Regions from separate parts of the Gasterosteus aculeatus genome. Here region 2 is linked to region 1. The links are chromatin contacts, called in public Hi-C maps. All regions are on one chromosome and are shown on one strand. The core of a region is the stretch at or near the end of the contact, and the rest is flanking DNA. Distances in the headings are between cores, read along the strand shown.

Region 1 (6,207 bases), core at 2,481-4,980:
GTGTGTGACTGGCGCTCAGAGTACAGAGCGGTATTTACATGCAAACATGAGCCACACTGCACATGCGTTCTCTGGGTAAGCGAACACACGGACGCGTACCGCGAGCCTCACATGGTCGCCACGGCAACACACTATCTCCTCACAGAACACAGACCTGCACAAAAAGTGACAAGAGATCAAAGGCATGGAATAGGAAGTATTAAAATGTGTTTTTAATAAAACTATACTTTTAATCTTAAAGGGAATACTGGATATCCTGGACCTGTTAAAAGCCCTGCAGTGTTTGGTTTGTCTCTCCTGGGCTACTGTAGCGACGTGGCAACGGCCCCCCAGACTGGGTTCTAAATAAACACTTGTCCCTTTCCTAAGAAGCCCAAGTTGTTCTAGTTAGAACCTTTTAGTGCTAAGATGTTCAGTCAGCTAACACGCCACACGTATTTGGCAAATTAACATCAAAGGAGATTGTGTTTGTGAACCAATTCAAAGGATTAATCAACTTGCTTACGATGGTCCAAGGTTTGTTTCAACATGCACACAATACGCAGAATACAGCCCGAGCAAATAAGCCCTTGATTGATATTTTACCTTTGTTTGCCATTTATTCCCTCCTTTGATAATCCCTTGACTTTATAACGAGCAGGAACATCTGCAGGGCCAGAGTCCACACTGGACTCTGTCTGGGAAGCCGCAGCACTGTGCGTCCAACACGGGCAGGATTTGTAACGGAGACGTGGAATGTTGCTCCTATAAGGAGATTTACGTCTCCCTCTTGAGCTCTTAGTTGAGGATCTGCTGCAATGCGCTGCAGCTGGTGGGGATTTGCTGCCTTAAGTCAAGTATAGTGCAAACAAGTGTCTCACGGGGCAAAGCGGCTGTTTGCAGTGCTGGGCCTCGAGCGGGCTACTTTACACAATCTCCCCAAATGTTTCCACAGCCTTCCCACTGAATGGGGTTGACCAATCAGATTGAGGGATTCTCCCCCCCCCCACCCCCACCACCGGCTCACCTGAGGCAGGTAGCAAAGGCCCTGCGAGCGTTGCGGTGCAAGAAGTGGATGGGGAAGCCTTTGAAGGTGTGTCCGTCTGGCACCGCCCTCCTCACGGCGTCCTGGAACTCCTCGTTGCCGCACGAGACGCCGGTGCAGCGCTCCAGCTCGTAGGCCGACAGCGCAGAGGACAGCAGATAGGACAGGTGGTCGTCCCACACCGTCGCCAGTTCCAGGTCCTGGAGTGGGGACACTTCTCGGTCACTCACACATGAAACACACAGGCATTAAATGTCCTCATCCCGTCCAGCTCGGAGTCTTACCTTCCTGTGCTCAGAGACCAGCAAGCGCATCTCCAGCTCCAGCTGGTTGCTGGCAGCAGCTGGATCCAGAGATGGGGCACAGAGAGGAGGCAGCGGGGGCAGAGATGTGGTGGAGCCCGGGGCGCAAACGGTCTTCAGAGCTTCTTCACTCATTGCCTTCCACCGAGACTGATTCTGGAGGAAAAAAAGCTCTTATCTAGACTAGAAAAAGAACCATTTCAGTGTAGCCGCTGCCTGCCTTCAGGCGAACACGACAGGACCACCAGCTGCTGATGAATGGAACTGGTGCAGATTTAATTTCCCTGGAAACCACTCACTGCTCCAGGCTGTCTGACTCACGCTGTCCATTCCAATTTGGGCGACTGTGGGTGAGCGGAGAGTCGTCCTTCAATCAGAGGATTGGCAGTACGATCCCCAGCTCTGCTAATCCGCATGTCAGCGTGTCCTTGTAACTCCCTTAGCTGTGACTACGGTGTGTGGATGTTAGTTACTGGAGGCAGGTGGCACCGGGTGTGGTTGCGCCTGTCGTCAGTGTATGAGTGGCTGAATGAGGACGCGCTTCGAGTGGTCAGAAGACTTGAAAAGCGCAGTACAAATACAATCCGTTTACCACTCACTAGATCTCTCTGGCAGTGTTTGCAGCGTCAATATCACAAGACTCACTTCACCAAACCCGGTCGCTGACCGTTAGCTGGCAGAGGAAACGTCTGTAATAACCATCATGCGAATAATCAATAAAAAACAATGGACATATAAGATGTGAGCGACGGCGTTCTCCTACCTGCAGGTCAAAGACACAAAGCTCCACGGCGTCGGACGGCTGGCAGTTGGCCAGGAAGGTCAGGTGGTTGAAGACGCAGCCCACGGTGCGGTAGGGGGACGAAGGTTTGGGCTGGGGGGCCAGCGGCGGGGCGTCCGGGTCTATGGCCCGGTGCAGGTATCTGAGCATACGAATGGGACATGGAGGCTGATCAACAGATTAACAAAACAGATAGAAGATCATTATTATCATCATCATCATCCTGCGATACTGTGGCTCAAATTTATTCATTTACCAGTGATTAAATTGCCATTATCAGTACAACTCAACAGCAAAAACTAGTGCAGCACGATAAAATACAGAAATACGGACGCTCATCCTCGTTCAAATCACCCAAACGTTCAACCATGACGATGAAAATCTTTTAGACAACACTAGGCTTTCTGTTCTCATCGGATTAAGCACTTTCCCACAATCTTGGGATATTTCGGTAAGTCCTGACAAGCCTCTTTCCGTATTGACACGTATGATCACAACCAGAGCCTCTCAGTGGGTAAAACAAGCACTTTTTAATCCACGAGCAGCTGTTTGTCTTCAGACACAATGCCGAGTCAGAAAAACATAAAGAAGGATTCAAATGAAAAAAGTGTCACAGTAAAAGTGTGTTTTGAACAGGCATGTCAAATTTCCACTAAAATATTTTAGGATATAAAAAAGCTCGTGGATGACACCGCTTGCTAAGTACCAAGTGGATGTCACTACTGATAAGTAACAGAAAACCAACTCTATCTTCATGAGAGGATCAGTGAGTAAAGGACAAAAGAACATTTACTGGACAAAACATTCCAGCCAAGAGAATGTTTGAAATGTGTGAAATGAATAAGAATAAATGCAATGCAGTTCACATGATCCCCCACACAGTGTACGTAGTACGTGTCGCGTCGACATGTGAATATGAGGAGGAGCAGAGAAAGCAGCTGTGAACATCGACGTAAAGGAAGGAGGACCTGTGTGCCGTCAGACTCTCCCAGAAGGTGATGCTCCCGTCGGCGCCGCGGGTCAGCACCCAGGCGTGCGGCGTCCCCTTGGCTTTGGTGCCCACGCACACGTACGCATCCAGGCCGAAGCCCAGCAGGAGGCTGCACAGCAGGGCGGCGTGGTCCTCGCAGTCCCCCTGGAAACCAGTTTGAAATGTGCAACTACATTACCGACTGTGTTTTAAGTCAATTGGGTTCAGAGCTGCACAGCTTGCAAAATGTGCAACGGCGTAGTCGAGCATTAACCTAAATGTATTTTATTTATTTTTTATTTTAGGATTTGTTCATGAGATATTCAGATTTGATATGGCAAATGCTTACTAAAACCTTATTTTCCATATTTCCATATTACAAACCACTGTATTTACACAGATTTCAAGCATCCTCATCCCATCTGCTTGTCTAATCCATAATGTCACTGCATGATGAATTAGGAGTCTGTTTAAAGAGAAATACAATATCCGCTTTGCTCGGCTCTGTTTGCCTTTCAAGTGTTGAACGCAGACATGAAGAGTCTGCTGGAGATGGCTTGTGGCAGTAAGCAACTCTCCTTCCACCCGCACAGCTTTTCCGGTAAAGAGGCCGGGTTTGTGCTGCTGCTGCACGCCGCATGCTGGCTGGGCTACTGACAAGTCCCAATGATAGATGTTCCCCAGAAGTGCTAATATGGACGGCAGCCTCGGAGCAGGCTGGGGACTGATGAGGCTAAATTAATTTTCCCCCGGAATGAAACTCGTAAATCACAGCTGCCACGGGCCACTTTGCCAGAGTTGCGTTGTGTCTGTCCTGCCAGCCGCTCACCGAGAAGAGGCGGGGAACATTTATCCTGTGGTGGGTCTGGGAAATTCCCTGCTATCTCGCGGAGATGAAAAGGCATCAGTCAGTCGACTCGGCCCAAATCCCTCTTTCTCAGAAATGACAGCGTCGGCTGTGCTCAGAAACGGAGTCAATGTAAACGCAGCTGGGCCGAGTTTGATGTGACGCTTTCTGACTCTTGGAACAAATCGCTTTTATAATAGCTAGCGGGGGCAGGCAGAGGTTAGATGGGGGTGTGTTACATTGCATTCATGCATTGCAGATCTGTATCATGCGTTCATGATTATGGTTCTTTTTACACTATTCTAAACCTTTGATTTGAAAGTTGGAACTGGGAGTCTTTTCAGTGATGAGTGTGATGTTTCCCGTGTTGTTTTGGACATTGCTAGTAGTTTAGCCTTCTGTGAACTGCTAAGGTTAAGCCTTTAGCAGAAGGCTTAGCTGGAAGAGACATGGAGAGAAAAGGTTGCGATAGTTTAGCCTATTGCTAAACAATTCCCATATCCTTGGGGTACAAATACAAACATCTACACTTGTTTATATCCTCAACAGCTGGCGCTCTGGTTATTTTGCAAAAGGACAAAAATAAATCCTACCCCTGCTTTAATGGGAACTTTTGTGTTGTCATTGACCATCCAGATCCAGCAGCAGTCGGTGCATTCTCTTCTCCTTACCTTCCCCCTACACAGGAACGCCATTAACGTGCACCACTGCTCCTGCTTGCCTCCTCCCCCCACTACGGGGGCCTTCTCGTGGGCCAGCAGGCTGACGAAGCGGGCCGCCTGTCGTGGGCTCTCCAGAAGTCGGCCGGCTCGCAGGACACGCACGTAAGAACAAGTCGGCCTGTTGATGCCGTTCTCGTCCTGCGGAGAAAAACACACACAGGGAGGAATTAGTGCAGATATGAATTTGAGAACTTCAGGATTCAATAATCCTTAAACTGGTTAAGAATATGAGCAATCCTCCCCCCACACCACTACACACTAAAGCAGGAAAACCAATCCATTAGGTTGGTCTGAGGAACAGCGTCTGCACATATCTGCAAGTCTGTTCTTATCTGCAAGAATAAATAAGTCGAGACACGAATGTCCTTCAAACCACGCAAAATCGCGTCACACCGCGGTTCTATTTGCACCAACCTGCGCAAAGATCTTGACCATTTTGGATTGGTTTGATGGGCGGATCTCCAGAAACTCCCTCCACCACTGTTTGGCATAAACCAAGAAGAGCCTCTCCTTCTCCGCCGTCCTCTGCCTCTCCAGTGATTGCTGAATGAGATTTACACAGTAACGTCGGTCACTACATGCAGGGCTTCCCTTGTCTCTCTTACAATGCTGGCTCCACATCGGCGCTGCAGAAGATCGAGGCTCAGCATCGATGAGTCCTTATTGCATGCGTTTGTTTCAAGAACACAGAGGCGGGCGAATAGAACGCAGTGGCAGAGATTCCGGGCTGCTGACCTGTGTGCTGATGACGGCGGCGCTCAGAGCCTCAGTGAGAGGAGGGTAGAGCTCTAGACTGATGGTCAGAACACCAGCTGGCACTTTGCATTCACTTCCTGGAGACACACAGGTTACATAAATGGTAAGTAGCTACATATATTACAACCATATGCAGACAGATTTACTGCTGCGAAACAGATACAACTGTTAGTGTTGCACAATTTTTGTAAAATATTTTTTTTGTTCTAGCAAGCCCCAAATTTCCCCTTTGACTGGGGGATGCCAAGGTGTTCCTGGGCCAGTGTAGATATATAATCTCTCTACTTAGTCATGGGTCTTCCCCGGAGCCTCTTCCCAGCTGGTCGTGCCTGGAACACCTCCCTAAGGAGGCGCCCAGGGGGCTTCCTTACCAGATGACCAAACCACCTCCACTGGCTCCTCTCCAGGCAAAGGAGCAGCAGCTCTACTCCGCACCATCTTCCCCTCACTCGCAAACAAGACCCTGAGATATTTGAACTCCTTCACTAATTCGGGTAGCAATCCATCGGTTTCCTGCTGAGAACCACAGCCTCAGATTTAGAGGTGCTTATACCACAAATAGAATTGGTGACAAGGAGCAGGCCAAACACCACCGACTTACTCACTCTGTGAATAAACCTATTTAGAAACACATTCATCGTATAATCGTTACACAAAGGAGAACTTAGGGATTATGATTACCATTTTTTATTATTGATTGTAAAGAAAGTTGTGACCCATCTTTGATGCAACAAACCTAAATGCAAGGTTAAGTGATGCCGGTGTGTTTAAGTGCAGAATGAATTTTAAGCAAATTTGATCAATT
Region 2 (6,207 bases), core at 2,010-4,509, 180 kb before region 1:
ACAGGTCTGTGGACGATGCTGTCAACATGGTCCTCCACTACATCCTCCAGCATCTGGACTCCCCAGGAACCTACGCCAGGATCCTGTTTGTGGACTTCAGCTCTGCCTTCAACACCATCATCCCGTCTCTGCTGCAGGACAAACTCTCCCAGCTGCACCTCCAGTCACCAGTCCGTCAAGCTCCTGAGGTTTGCGGATGACACCACCCTCATTGGACTGATCTCTGGTGGGGACGAGTCCGCCTACAGGTGGGAGTCCGACCATCTGGTGTCGTGGTGCAGCCAAAACAACTTGCAGCTCAACGCTCTAAAGACAGAGGAGATGGTTGTGGATCTCAGGAAGAACAGAGCCCCACCTTCCCCAATCACCCTGTGTGACTCCCCCGTCACTATTGTGGACTCCTTCCGTTTTCTGGGCTCCATCATCACCCAGAACCTCAAGTGGGAGCTGAACATCAGCTCCATCACCAAGAAGGCTCAGCAGAGGATGTTCTTCCTTAGGCAGCTGAAGATATTCAACCTGCCAAAGACAAGAATGGTGCACTTCTACACGGCCATCATCGTCCTCTGCTCCTCCACCAAACAAGGTAGATGGAGGTTAGATGTCGGCCAGGATTAGACACCTCCATCTTTCTCCGGGGGTTTTGCTTGACGATCAATCACAATGAATGTCTCTCCAACAGGCTAATTATGATAATCACCAGTATTTACATACTCCCTGCAAGGGAGAGCATTAGCTAGCTGGAGCGAGCCACAGCTCTCAGTCACTGTGGCAAATGGTTTCTGAGAAGAAAATGACTGTGTGTCAAAATTGATAAATTAATAATTTCCACAATGTTTCTTATAGAGGAACATACAGTAAAGGGTTACTGTAATGGGAAAAATATATGTAACCCATCAAATGTGTTATTGTACCAACAGTACAACAGCACAACGGTACAACATAAACAACAGTTTATAGATTGCGAGTGCTGGGTGTGTGTGGCTATGGGAAAGTATTGAGCTGTGTCTCACACTGATAAGATGTCTCCAGTATCCTGGCTGTAGTGTAACAATAAGTGTCTGTTGATGCCACCTGTAACTGGACCGAGGTATAAGAACTGCCCTACAATAAAAAAAGGTATTCTTGGCAGTCTACTGAGCACGTGCCTTTTTTCCCTTGAAAGGAAATAAACGGAGAAATACATATTTGACATTCTTATTTTCCGATTGTTTGTGTAAATCTTCCACCACACTACGAGCTACGATATTTCTAAAGTTTTGTCAATTCCTTACAGATGAGGCTCGGGATGCAGACTTGCACCTACAGATGGAGCGGCTTGCATAAGAATTCACTCCCCTTGGACTTTTCTACATTTTGTCAAGGTATAACTACAGATTCATTTTATTTTATTTAATCAGCCTTAGGCCTTTGAGTTTATTAGACAGCTTTACTGAACAAAGAGCATCATGAAAACCCAGGAGCTCACCAAACAGCTCAGGGATAAAGTTGTAGCCACGTATGAAGCAAGGTAAGGTTATAAAAAGTATCCCTGGCTTTGAACATTTCAAGCAGCACCATAAAAAAGAATACAATATGGCATAACCGCAAACCTACAAAGAAAAGGTCCCTTTGCCTGTGCTTACTCCCCTCACACTCACTCACATTCACACACTTGATTTCACATACACTCACAACGTGATTGTCTATGGTTATGTATGGTTATCTGCCTGCCAGTGCACTTTAATTTGAACTTTTTAATTAAATTACTTTCTAAATTTGTATTCTATAACCTCCTACCCCACAACCTTCTATTTTATACTGTAGTTAAATTGTACATTTGTAAATTGAACATGCCACTTTGTTATTTGTCTTGTTGTCCATTGTCTTAGTGTCCAATGTTATGCAACAACTGTCATGTCAAAGTCCTTGTATGTCTAATATATTTTGGCAATAAATGTTCCTGAGTCAAATACAGAACTATTCTTAAAGAAAATCTGATGCAGTCTGCAAAAGACTTGAGACTCGCAGGTTCATCTTCCAGCAGGACAATGAGCCTAAACATAAAGCCAGAGCTACGATGGAATGGGTTAGATCAAAGCATGCTAATGGTTTAAAATCGCCCAGTCAAAGTCCAATATGAGCTTTAGCTTTTTCAATGGACAAACATTTCCTTCTCTAGATGAAGCTAGTGGAGACATACCCCAAAGGAGATGCAGCTGTAGTTGCAGAGAAAGGGGATTCTACCAAGTATTGACTTGACTCTGGGGGGGTGGAAGGCAATGTGTGTTCCAAATGTGTGACCTCACAAAAGCACCAGGAGGAGCTCTTTTATTAGAATCATTCTGCAACAAAATAAGTACAGATACGCACCAGGATATCCAAGATATTCAAGATATCCACTGGCTATCTGCCCTCTGATATCGCTGAAACATTCACTGTGATCACATTAAGCTGCAGACTTTATTCAAAGACCCTGAGCTCAGGCTTAATTTCAACTCCGGCAGTCACTCTACAAAAGTCAGCGCTGCCTGAAACTTTCCTCTTAAGCCTGCACTCTCTCTGTGGGGGTGCGTGGCTCTGAGGGGGGAGAGTGAGCTAGCCAAATGTAGAGGGGGAGTAGATGTGCTTCTGTGTGTCTGTCTGAAAATGCACTTGAGCAGTGAGGAATGGGGAGTGAGTCTAATCGAATGAATAGCAACACAGCTCCTGCTGCTGCTGCATTTTAAAAGCCTCCATCGCATCTACACAACATCTCTGAGCCCTTACCAACCCGCACTAATTATGGCCTTCAAAGCAATAACAAACACACTTGTTCGCTCATTAAAGACCGAAATACCAACGGATGAGCCCTGCGCACAGCCAGAGAGCGGCATTTTTCTTACGTAGGCGGCCGTCCTTGGGAACAGCAGCACCTTCGAGGCGAAAGTGGGCAGAGGTTTATGTCATGTAGTGACTGAAGGTGGGGGTGGGAGAGTGGGGGGGGGTAATTTAACCATGGTGCTACGCCAAGTGGGCAAATGTGATGCAGCGTACTTTCATATTGTAATGTATCATAAAAGTGTGCTTGTGTAACAATGATATACCGACCAAGTCAATGGAAGAGCAAAGTATATATAACTACATATATACTAATCAGACAAATGATGAATCCTTATGCTTTCAAATGAATTCAGCATTAAGCACGCTGCACTGTGAATCTGTGGTTTTAAAGCAGTGCAGTCTTACATTCCGACAGCTTGTGTTGCTGCACGTTTGTGGGCGTTCGTCAGCAGTTGGTTGTTCAGGTGACGTACCTCCTCTTTTCTGTCCAAAACGATGCAGCGTTATAATACATCTACAGCCGGTAGGGGTTCAAGAGGGAGATCACAGCCCACAACAATTGGTTGGTGAGCTTAAGTGCTGAAGTAATCTGCACATTAGGAAGGGAAACTAGGTGACACATACGTTATCAACTAGCTGCTCCACAAATGTGGAGCGTACATCTTCATAGCCTGTCTGCATGAGAAGCTCCCCCTCTCCCCTTTTAATAAAGTCCAATGAGCCCTGCTGCACCGCACAGCATTTTTCAAGTCTTAGAGCGTAAACGTTAAGTGTAGCTGCTAAACATTCCATGGACAAAGACATGGGATTCAATCCTGTTAGAAACAGAAAATGAACTAATGTCTCATTTCAAAATGAGCAGGTTTTTATCAAATTGCTTGTGTCAGTTTAATCTTTTTTTCTTCTGGGAATCCGATGTTGGTTAGAATGTTTAAAAGCGCACAGAGGCCGTTGGGCATTTCAGTTGACATTCACCTTTATTAGGTTAATAAATAACAGCAGTTTAGCATGCCGGGCTTTTAACACTGACAGGGATTTAATGCAAAACCTCCTTCCTGATATTTTGAGAATTAGGTTGCATTAGGCCACGACGAAGGAAACCAAGTACCTCACAAAACAGCAGGTTAATGCAGGCTACAAGCTGACCTTTGAAAAGACCCACAACTGAGCAACATATACAAACAGAGATTGAAGTGAAGCTGTAGTTCCATATGGGGAAGTGAAATGGTGGAGAGCAGCATTTTTATTTCCAGTTAAAAGTCACATTTAAGAGGTTATGGAAATGACAGGTTCCAAAACAGCTTTTATTCCATTAATCTTAACACCTAAGTGTCTGTGTCTGAGATGCCTCCTGTCCTTAAAGTGCCGGTACTGCTTTTCCTATTCTATAAAGAGTGTGTCATGGATACAATTGCAGCACCGCATATACAGATGTTTAACAATCAGTGTGTTTGTGTATGTGTCCTACTGCCTCCATTCACACTCACCTGCACAATCTCCAGCATCTCGGCTTTGCTGATGTACCCGTTTCCGTCCAGATCGTACATGCTGAATGCCCATTTCAGCTTCTGCTCCAGCTTGCCGCGCGAAGTCACGCTCAGTGCGATGATGAACTCCCGAAAGTCTATCGTCCCGTCGCCGTTTGCATCGAACGTGCGGAAGACGTGCTCGGCGAACTTGGAGGCGTCTCCGTAGGGGAAGAAGTTGCCGTAGATCTTCTTGAACTCCTCCATGGAGAGGTTCCCGCTGGGGCAGTCCCTCAGGAAGCCCTTGTACCACTCCTGGATCTCGTGCTCGGTGAAGTCGGTGCTTTCCAGGAGGTCCTGCATCACCTCGGGGCGGAGCTTGCTGTTTTGCTTCCCCATGTCTGTCCGTCCTGTCGGTCACTCGGCTCTCAGCTGGGAGACAGAGGGAGGTGAAGTTGTTAGGATGAAGTAAACACAGTTTACAGAGCAATATAGTACTCGGAGGAATTTCTTGGGTCACACAGCTGACAGAGATGAGAAGAAGATAATCTGCTCATGACCCAAGATTTTAATGTATGGACCTTCGAAATAATAATTACTTGCTTAATTCTATAAAGATGTTTCAGAGGGGTTTCCTCCAAACATGCCAAATGAGGAATAAAAATAAACTTCCTTTTGAACTTAGATTAAAACGAGGACAAATGGATCCGTTTTGAAGCCATTGAGAGTTCCTGTGCATGGATGGAATGCATGGAAAGGGCATTATTTTGTTTTGTTGTAATACAGTATTTCTGAATATATGCCGGACCCACGAATATATCATTTCACTGTTTTGCATTAGAGTGTGCTGATTAAATCCTACTTTACTGTGAACCTTCAGTGACTGCTGCTGTTTCCTATAGTGGCTTCAACAATTTATTTTCCAAACGTTATGCTTATCAGGACTAAAATCCGTCCCAATTTACACACTATTTGAACTGTCCAGTGAAAACAGTATTGTGTACTCCAAGTACACACAACAGCATATGCCCAGCAAGGATTTGATTGGTCTATAAAATATCTGCTCCGCTTTCACTGGAAGGAAAAGGTGGTGCAGACGAATTATATTGAAGCCAAGCCTCTCAAGAATCAACATTTGGAATCATCACCACACACGGTTTCTCAATCCTCTTCCTGGAACTAGCGTATCCGTGTTTGTCACATAGATCTTTATGAACAGGATAAAGCTCTATAATCCATGTTTGAATTTTAATGTGATAAAATATGTAATAAAAACCCCTCAGGGAAAATACATTTGTTGCATTAGATAGATAGATAGATATACACTGTATTAATCCACAAGGGGAAATTTGTGTGCAATAGCAGCAATACAGTAAATAAAATGAGAAATGAAAAATGCACAATATATACACGGCACAGTAAAATAAAATAAAATGGCAGAGCAGAACATATTAAATTAAATAAGTGAAAGGAGTATGTACAGTGTGGTGGAATATGTACAAAATACAGGGCAGTGCCCAGTCTGTGATTGGCTGCTGCTTGAAATGGCAGCGTGAAGTTTGAAGTACTACATTTTGAAATGAAATTCAAATAAAAAACATATGGTTTATTGTAGATTAAAAAAAAAAAGATGAAGAAAATATCTTATATATATATATATATAATTATAACGAGTGTCAAAGTTAAATAAGACAGAGGTGGGCGGACAAAAGGGACAAGTGCCACAGTAAGAAAAGTGTCTGCTTGGTATCTGCCGATGACACAAACAGGAAGCGAAACATGTCGCTACGGTGTCGGAGTCGCCGACTACGATCTCGTATAGAGGAATGACAAAACAAGTTACTACACAGGTATTCAATTTACCAACGCCAAGGTTCAACCGCGGCTTTGCCTGTGTAGAAATTCCAGCATGTGAGCAGTGATATTTGAGAATTGATGA

Evidence for each region. Hi-C and Micro-C count contacts between places; a contact is called where the count stands out from the background.
Region 2: a Hi-C map of skeletal muscle shows a contact between it and region 1, with 3 times the contacts expected there. The contact joins two enhancer-like sites. A contact is called at or near these places in 5 of 6 Hi-C or Micro-C datasets (liver, skeletal muscle, tail fin and 1 more).

The regions. Positions count from the first base shown.
Region 1 is chr20:18,706,999-18,713,205 of fGasAcu3.hap1.1, reverse strand. It overlaps cep76 (centrosomal protein 76), which reads right to left. Exons shown (of 13, transcript XM_040164250.2): 6 at 5,382-5,479; 7 at 5,061-5,189; 8 at 4,596-4,784; 9 at 3,076-3,242; 10 at 2,090-2,249; 11 at 1,309-1,482; 12 at 1,007-1,224; 13 at 1-154. The coding sequence ends at 16. Among protein-coding and RNA genes, the nearest start is that of cep76, 5.5 kb to the right of the region's middle. Within about 2 kb of position 3,730, at least 1 of the 9 cell types and tissues checked has open chromatin away from gene starts, as enhancers often do.
Region 2 is chr20:18,881,588-18,887,794 of fGasAcu3.hap1.1, reverse strand. ncalda (neurocalcin delta a) reads right to left here. Exons shown (of 6, transcript XM_040164682.2): 3 at 4,290-4,700. The coding sequence starts at 4,667. Among protein-coding and RNA genes, the nearest start is that of LOC120810272, 18 kb to the left of the region's middle. Within about 2 kb of position 3,259, at least 2 of the 9 cell types and tissues checked have open chromatin away from gene starts, as enhancers often do.